Regions from separate parts of the Mus musculus genome. Here region 1 is linked to region 2. A link is a contact called in public HiChIP or PLAC-seq data. All regions are on one chromosome and are shown on one strand. The core of a region is the stretch at or near the end of the contact, and the rest is flanking DNA. Distances in the headings are between cores, read along the strand shown.

Region 1 (3,995 bases), core at 1,227-3,726, 370 kb before region 2:
AGCTAGGACCCCCAGAATCCCTATAAAACCAGACATGGTAGCATGTTGTAATCCCCAAACTCCTAGGACAAAATGGGAGGTAGAAGCAAGAGAGCCTCCGGAAGCTTCCAGACCAGTGAACCTGGCGTGCATGGCAGTAAATGAGAGTCTCTGGGCTAAGGTGGAAGGCTAATGCCAACATCTGAGGCTTTCCCGTGACCATCACACATGTGCTCTAGCACACGCGTGTTCTGCTCACGTTGTGCCAGGAAGCGTTGGTGAACCCCAAAAGGCCACCAAGGGGCCGTCTCTGATGATGTAATAGCATTAGGGTCTCTTTATTACAAGCTCAGGCTGGCCTCTCCTCCAACCCAACTCTGACAGGACAGGAAGGGAAGGTGGAACAGCCTTGAACCCTCTGCAGGACACATTTTTATAGAAATGGGAGCAAGTGAGGGGATGAGGGAGGGGTGTCCAGTCTGGCAGGCATCTCCTAGGATGACTATAAGCTGACAGGTGGGTGCTCTGAAGCAAGATGGCACACAATCACAAATGGCCTGAAAGTACGTCTGAAACAATCAGACTCATCTTTGATTAACTCTTGCTAAGAAGTAGCTAGGGAGTAACTCTGGCCAAGGACAAGCTGTGGGGTCCTTCCTGGTACGTGGGTGCAGCCTGGGTTCTGCTGCAGGTCAACTTCTCATGCTTTTTTTCCTTTTCTTTAAGATGGAGGCCGGTCCCCAGATGGAGTAGGTTTGGACTCTCACTCACATATGTGGAGACACACAGAGGTATTTTGTTTTGTTTTATTTTTGAGTGTCAGTAGAACTATGTGCCTGCAATCCCAGGCCTGGGGAGGCAGAGCAGAATAGGATCCCATGACTTGTTGATCTGCCAGACTAGCCAATTGGTTAACTCTTGGTTCAGTGAGAGACCCTGTCTCAAAAAACCAGGTGTCGAGCAGAGTTCAGAGGAAGGCACCCTACATCAACCCCTGATCTCCACGTGCCCACACACACAAACACTCACAATACAACATTTAAAATAAAAATGAATCGAGCTATGAGCCAGGCTCCTTTTCTGTGTCTTGAGTTGTATGTCTCACTTTCAGGGGCTTAATTTAGTTACTTCCAACATCAGAGTCGGATGAGCCGCCGTTGTCCTGGAGTGCTCGGTCAGTTCTGTGACTGAGGCTGTGACACCTGGGGCAGCAGAAACTAGCTGCGATTTCCATCAGGGTAGAGTTGCCTTGCCCTTTCTACAGCTTGAAAATCAAAACAATACTTGCCTCGCCAGGATGTTATCCGAAGTCTATAAGGGCTGTTCAACAAGATGACAACTAGCGCTTGTTTTAAAACCCTGTAATGGTCTCAATGAAGGATCATTCTCTAAGGAAAAAGTTATTGGAATTGAATTGGAACGTGCCTAGCTCTGGAACTGTGACTGAACTGATAGTCTCCACCTGTGCGTCCACCAACAGTCCCCGCTGGCTGGCTACTCACCGGAGAAGTTTTAGTTAGTTCTAGGAGACCCAGTGTGACAACATGACATTCAGTAGGAAAGCAAACCTGTTCAGAAGCAGCAAGTCTGAGCGGTCAGTCTGCCTGCCTTCTTTTCTCCCTCCCTGCCTTCACAACTTCCTTTTTCTCCTCAACTCTATTCCTGTATTTCCTCTGTCAGCCCCCCACTCCACCCGCCACGGGCTCCTAGATGAAGTACAGACAAACACCCAGACATTTCCTTCAAGATCTGGGTCAAAGTGACCATGCTTTAGATGCCTTATAACCCCCCTCTCCTTAGCCTGTCTTAGGAAATGAATTGATCTTATCATGTGGCAAGGGAGCTGGTGTTGGAGTCCCCTCTGCGCCTCTCCCTTTCAAGGTCCCACCAAGCAATGATAACTAGAAACAGCAAGCGAGCAATGCCACCTGGATCTTGTCTGGGCCTCACCCTGGGTATGGATTGGCTGCTGCTAAAGCCGTAAGTTATGGCCACAGTTGTCTTCAGAGACCTTTCTGTAACTTCCCTGCTCAGACCACCAAGTATGTATTAGAAACTCTAGCGGATCCCTTCATGGTCACCAGACGATACCAAGGAAATTGGGGGCCCCTCATGGGGTTCTGTGGTAAGGTTGAATGGCTGTGATCTTGTCGGCTACTGTCCAAACCATACTTTGTAGTACTTATGTCTCAGGAGAGGGCTGGCAGGCTCTGTGGATTTTAATCAGTTGGGCGTGTGGTTAATATTGATTGTCTTGACAGGATTTAGGGTCACCATGGAAACAAATCTCCATGCATGTCTGTGAGGGATTATCTAGATTAGGCAGCTGAGGTGGGATGACCTATCCTAAAATACAGTTGTACCATCCGTGGGTCAGCATCCAAAACGGAATAAAACAAGAAAGCGACCTGAGCTCTCAGCTCTCTCTGCTTTCTGACTATGGACATCATGTGACACTATTTGGGGGAAGTTGTGGACCTTTAGGAAGCAGAGCCTGGCTGGAGGAAGTGTGTCACTGGGGCCAGGCTGTGAGAGTTTGTAACTTCAGCTCACTCTCTCTGCTCTGTGTGTGTGGTTAACAGCACGATCGCCTGGCTTCTTGACGTAGCTTCCTGTCGCCATCTAATCCCCCAACCCAATATCATGGGCTCTCCCGCTGGAACCCTAAGCCAACATGAGCTCTTCCTTACCTGGGTCATAATATTTTGTCACAGGGATAAGATGCAAGTGATATGGCTCACAGGCATCGGGGAGCGGCCAGTAGTAGAAAGTAAAGACGTGGATGAAAATAATAGAAAAAGAGAGAGATGGACATGAGAGTGGAAAGGGAAAGTTTCCGAGTGACAGCAAATAGAACCCAGATGATAAGCCCAGCAGGCAGCGAAACTCCTGATTGGATGAGTGCTGGTAAGCCCTTTGGGCAGCGCAGCTCCTGATTGGATATGTGCTGGTAAGCCCCTTGGGCAGCGCAGCTCCTGATTGGATATGTGCTGGTAAGCCCCTTGGGCAGCGCAGCTCCCGACTGGGTGTGTGCTGGCGTACACCAGTGTGCTAGTCATTTATAAATGGTGCCAGGTTTCCTGGAAGTCAGTCCGTCACTCAGGTGAGAGTCATTTAAAAAGACAGAAGCTAAACATCGATGCCACATGGCTCCTGGAGGGACGGCTGTCTAGAGTGGGGTGTCCAAGTGCTTCTTGGACGTATCCATGGAGGACCAGTTGTGGACACTTGTTTATACAGCAATGCTGGTGCTGTGTCAGCACTCAGTCAAGAGAGAAATGGAGAACATATATCCAAATGGAGAGAAGAGAGCTGGTGTGACTGAAGAGCCATCCTGGGGAATGTGCTGTACTTTTGTGGAGAGAGACTTTCAGATGGGAACTAAAGCACTTCTTGCGTTGGATGTTCTTTCCATGGGCCTGAGGGGGAGGATGAACATGGGTGGGAATGTGTGCCTTGTAAGGAAAGGCACCCTTGCCCTACACAGCCCTTTGGGAGCCCTTCAGCTGCCCACTGGGACACCCGCTCTGGCATTTTGATAAATCTTTACATGTGCAAATTAACTTCTTTCCAACTAATTACTTCTTTACTTCAAAGAACAACTCAGAAACTTGAGACAATCTCTTCAAAGACTTAACATAGAAATAGATTTTTCTTTCAGTAGCCTTGTCTCCTGCAACTCAGAGCTGAACACACAAACTCCGGGCTTCTCCAGGAGCCGGGTTTGTTTGAACTAGAACTCCAGTGGGAATCATTCAGTTGATTCTTCCTCCTCCGTGGTGCAGCTCATTGTTTCCTTTCCATACAGTCTGAACTACCTTGTTCACTGTTTATCGTTTATGTACTTATTATAGCTTAGTTATCTAATATGATGGTTTGGTTGTCAATTTGACAAAATCTACAGCAGCTGTTCTCAACCTTCCTAATGCTGCAGTCCTTTAGTACAGTTCCTCCAGATGTGACATACCGCCCCCCCCAAAAGATTATTTTCATTGCTACTCTGTAACTGTAGCTTT
Region 2 (3,863 bases), core at 463-2,962:
AAGGAGTCTTGGAATCTCAAAAATCACACATAAGAACAACTTGCTTTCCTTTCTTGCTGTGGAAAGCCAGCCCACCATGGATTGCATAAGCACTCCCAAAGCTGCAGATTATCAACAAATCACAGACATGGGTATCCTAGCTCCCTATCTGTTGTGATAAAACACTGAGCAAAAGCAATGGATGGGAGGAAAGCATTTGGCTTACAATCACTGAAAGAACACCTGCCCAGAGAGACTGGAAAAGTATCCAACCTAAGGTTAACAAAAGGAAGCCTTCCTGGTGGTAATTGTTGTGGAATTGGCTACATTAAAATTTAAAGTCTCAGAATAAATATGGAAGGGCCATTCAGTCTGGCTTCTTGACTGCTCAAGCCCAAACAAACCAAACTCAAATTTCAAATTATCTCTACAATGTCTAAGGGGGAGAGAGCTTTCTAAGCAGCTCAGAAGGACAAAACAGAAATATCTAGATGTTTTTGGATATATATGTATGCATATATTAAAGTTTGAATGTATATATGATCAAGGCATCAGAAAATCTGAGGGTACACTGTCCCGTAGATGACGACATCTAGCTGTGTCCTTGTATGGTGGGAGGAGCAAAGATGCTAATGTTATAACTTCTGAAGGCCACACCCCAATGGGGAGTAAGAATCAATACTTTAATTGAGACAGGGCATAGATATCCAGGTCATGGCAGGTTATTTAAGAAGTCTGCGATTTGATGGGAGAAGAAGCAAGAGAAAGGGGAGGTGGATGAGGGAGAAGAGGAGAGGTGAGGAGGGAGAGGAAGAAGCAGAAGAGGCCATGGGCACAGATCCCTCTATAAGGCCACATGGGAAATCCCGTTAGGATCCCGCTTTTCTGACCTGTATAGTACAAGGTGGTGGTGTATGATGTCACAGTTGGTGCTTGTGCTACAAACTGTGCCGGTAATGAATAAGTTGTGGGTTAATGGCCACTGTGTTCCAATATCTACAGGGTTGGTTCTCAGGCACAGAGATCTGAATTGGCACAGGTGCCAACACACACGTGCCTGACACCCAACAGGCTCAGGCGGGTACGTCTGGCACACACCCAAGAACCCCTTAGTGTTTCAGGCTAGCTTCACTCCTAATGCTGGAGACCTAGGAATTCTCCTGAGGTTCAGAGCTATCTTCCACGGCAGAGGCAAAGGCAGCCCAGTGCCCTCATCCTTCTGGCTTGTGAGAAAGGAAACCCTCTTGTCAGAGCTTTCATCCACCGCCTCTAGAAAACTGTCTCAAACTGCAAGACAGCCATGAACTGAGTCTACTTACAGAGAATTGTGGGGTGCCCATTAGGCATGTATAGGAGAGGACAGATTGAGCCTCCTCAGGTAAAAGGAAGCATCCGTTTGCCAGGCACTATGGGTACATGATGGCACCATCACCCTATGACCCGACAGGTCTCAGCTGAGGGGAAGTCACTGTGACAGGGCACTGCTGCGGTCACAGGCTGAGAAGAAATCTGGGACCTGCTGGAGCCCAGGGCCAACTCAGAACTGTACCGAGGAATTGTGTGCAGACATCTCTATCCATCCAGGCACACAGAGTATCATAACAGCTGAAATCTAAATTGAAGTCTAAAAATAGCACAATAAAATTACTTCCTTCCTTCACTCCACAGAGAGCAAGTGGGCTGACACTCACAGCTGCAGGGCACGGCTGACTTCCGGAGTTCGCATGGACAGAACGGTTACACAACTGCCCCATCTTGTGAACACATTGCCCATCCCAGAGAATGGGGGAGCCAGAGCAATTACCCGGTTGGTGGAAACTGATCATGGACATTTGATTATAGTTATTAATGGGGAGAATGGGAGACAGACCGCTGAGCGGCAGGCTAGCGCTAAGTGAATGTGTATGAGATTCCTGGAGGGGGATTAATTTCTGTTTGCTTTTCATCTCTCAGCTACCATCTGAATGTGACACCGAGTCTAAGCGTGACTTGTCACAGCCTTATCAGTATTCTGTGCCTTGCATGCTGGTCACATTATCTCCGCTGGATGTACCAAACGAGGGGTCTCTTGCTGTGGGGGTTCATTTTCCTCTGATTCTAATGCGGAACTGGGGTTAGCTAGTGATTGGCTTTTCAGGGGAGAATCGTACCTTGGCGTGTCAGAAAGACACTCTTCAAGCAAATATTTGCCTCTCTGTGTGTTTCCCATTGGCACTGAGCACACAGTTCCTAATCTGGAGGGCGCACAGGCTCTCCTCAAGCTTTCGGCCCCATCAGAGGACGCTGGGCTTTTTCTGTATCTCAGCTATGAGATCTCAAGCTCTTCAGGTGAGCCACGTCCCATTGTCCTGCCCGTGGTGGCCTCTCAGCCTCTGTGCATGGTTAAGTGACACACATGCAGTGCCAGAAAGCACGGTGCCAGACCACACTCTGTTCTGCCCCAAGTTCTGCTCTTCTCCAACCAGAGACAAAGATGATCTTATCAAGGCCTTCTCAGGGCTTTCAAGCCATGCTGTAGAGATAGTCCTGAAGTGTATCCTTCTCTAATGTTAGCAGACAGAAGGCCCCCAGAATCCATCAAGCCACACCAGAAAGATGATTCCTAAGTCATCCAATCTCTCTACCTTCCCCTGAGAAGCAGGCTGCTCCCCACATTGGATTGTGAGGTCCAGTGGGGAGGCCTCCCAAATGCAGCCAAATGCAGCCAAATCAATAACAGCAAGGGGATCACCTGACTGTGCTTAATATTTTTTTTGGGGGGGGGGTCAGTGAGTTAAAGCCAAAAAGCCAGTAGTATAAGAACCGTTGAGAAGACGAGATATGTGGGACATTGCCGGGCGTGGTGGTGCACATCTTTAGTCCCAGCACTTGGGAGGCAGAGGCAGGCAGATTTCTGAGTTCAAGGCCAGCCTGGTCTACAGAGTGAGTTCCAGGACAGCCGGGGCTACACGGAGAAACCCTGTCTTGGAAAAAAAAAAGATATGTGGGACACTCTATTCACCCCGACATGAGATCAGCATCATCTTTCTGGGGATTAGACTGTCTGGACATCAGTCTGCTGGCTGTCAGAAGAGTTCAGACTAAAGGAGTTTCAGACGAGAACCAGGCTCCAGGCTTCTGTGTGAACGTCCACCAGGTGTTTCCACTGCTGCCTGCACACCACACGTGGCCAAGCATGGCCATGAGAGTGACCTAACATGTTGCGACTTGTTTAAAACACAAGGGGATTACGATAGAAAATTTTGGCAGGGTCCTCCATAGTGAACTTTGTAGATGAACATGCTATGTCACAATGTCAAAAGAAGTCCCTCTTGGATGCTAAAACCTACGTGGGACCATGTTTACTCTCAGACTGTTCACCTAAACCCGACTAGCCCCTTCCTCTTATTGAAAGGACTCACAGTCACTTAGAGATGACAGGTCAGGCAAACTCCAGGGGCAGCTTGCCCTTCTGACTAGCAGGAGGAGGAGATATCCTTCAAACCCCATCTCCCCTTCACACTCCAGTGAGCCACACAAATGAACACACCTGTGCCACAGCAGCCTCGGGGGCCACTTCCATCCAATCCTGTAACTGCCAGCACTACCAAACTCCACTGTCAGAACAAGGACAGTTCCACAGAGAGCAACAAATAGAGAAATCCATGCAAGAGTCGATTAAGACAGGCTTGAGCCGGCTGATGCATCGCACCGGCCTGCCCCAGCGGCTGCGGCACCTCTGGGGAAACCACGGCATTGCTTACAGTCTCGTTTACAGAATAATAATGGAAGTAACTTGGCCAGATGGTCTGTGTAGTTGTCACAAGTCATCTCTTAGTGATTCTCACCTTAGGCTTCGTCCAGGAAATAATTACATGATTTCCATTGGAAACGTAAAAATTTTA

Evidence for each region. HiChIP or PLAC-seq counts read pairs in DNA pulled down with a chosen protein or histone mark.
Region 1: an H3K27ac HiChIP or PLAC-seq map of microglia shows a contact between it and region 2, with 7 times the contacts expected there. The contact joins two enhancer-like sites. A contact is called at or near these places in 3 of 39 promoter capture datasets (cranial neural crest, liver and maxillary cranial neural crest), 1 of 484 Hi-C or Micro-C datasets (nephron progenitors), 5 of 115 datasets of contacts at active chromatin or transcription factors (acute myeloid leukemia, bone marrow-derived macrophages, embryonic basal ganglia and 2 more) and 2 of 9 other capture datasets (embryonic stem cells and embryonic tail).

The regions. Positions count from the first base shown.
Region 1 is chr8:125,598,717-125,602,711 of GRCm38.p6, reverse strand. All of the region lies in intron 2 of 4930567H12Rik (RIKEN cDNA 4930567H12 gene), which reads right to left. Among named protein-coding and RNA genes, the nearest start is that of 4930567H12Rik, 16 kb to the right of the region's middle. Within about 2 kb of position 2,476, at least 33 of the 459 cell types and tissues checked have an H3K27ac peak or open chromatin away from gene starts, as enhancers often do. A contact at or near this core is called in acute myeloid leukemia, bone marrow-derived macrophages and microglia, where this site is marked.
Region 2 is chr8:125,225,155-125,229,017 of GRCm38.p6, reverse strand. All of the region lies in intron 10 of Disc1 (disrupted in schizophrenia 1), which reads right to left. Among named protein-coding and RNA genes, the nearest start is that of Gm30713, 160 kb to the left of the region's middle. Within about 2 kb of position 1,712, at least 74 of the 459 cell types and tissues checked have an H3K27ac peak or open chromatin away from gene starts, as enhancers often do. A contact at or near this core is called in acute myeloid leukemia, bone marrow-derived macrophages and microglia, where this site is marked.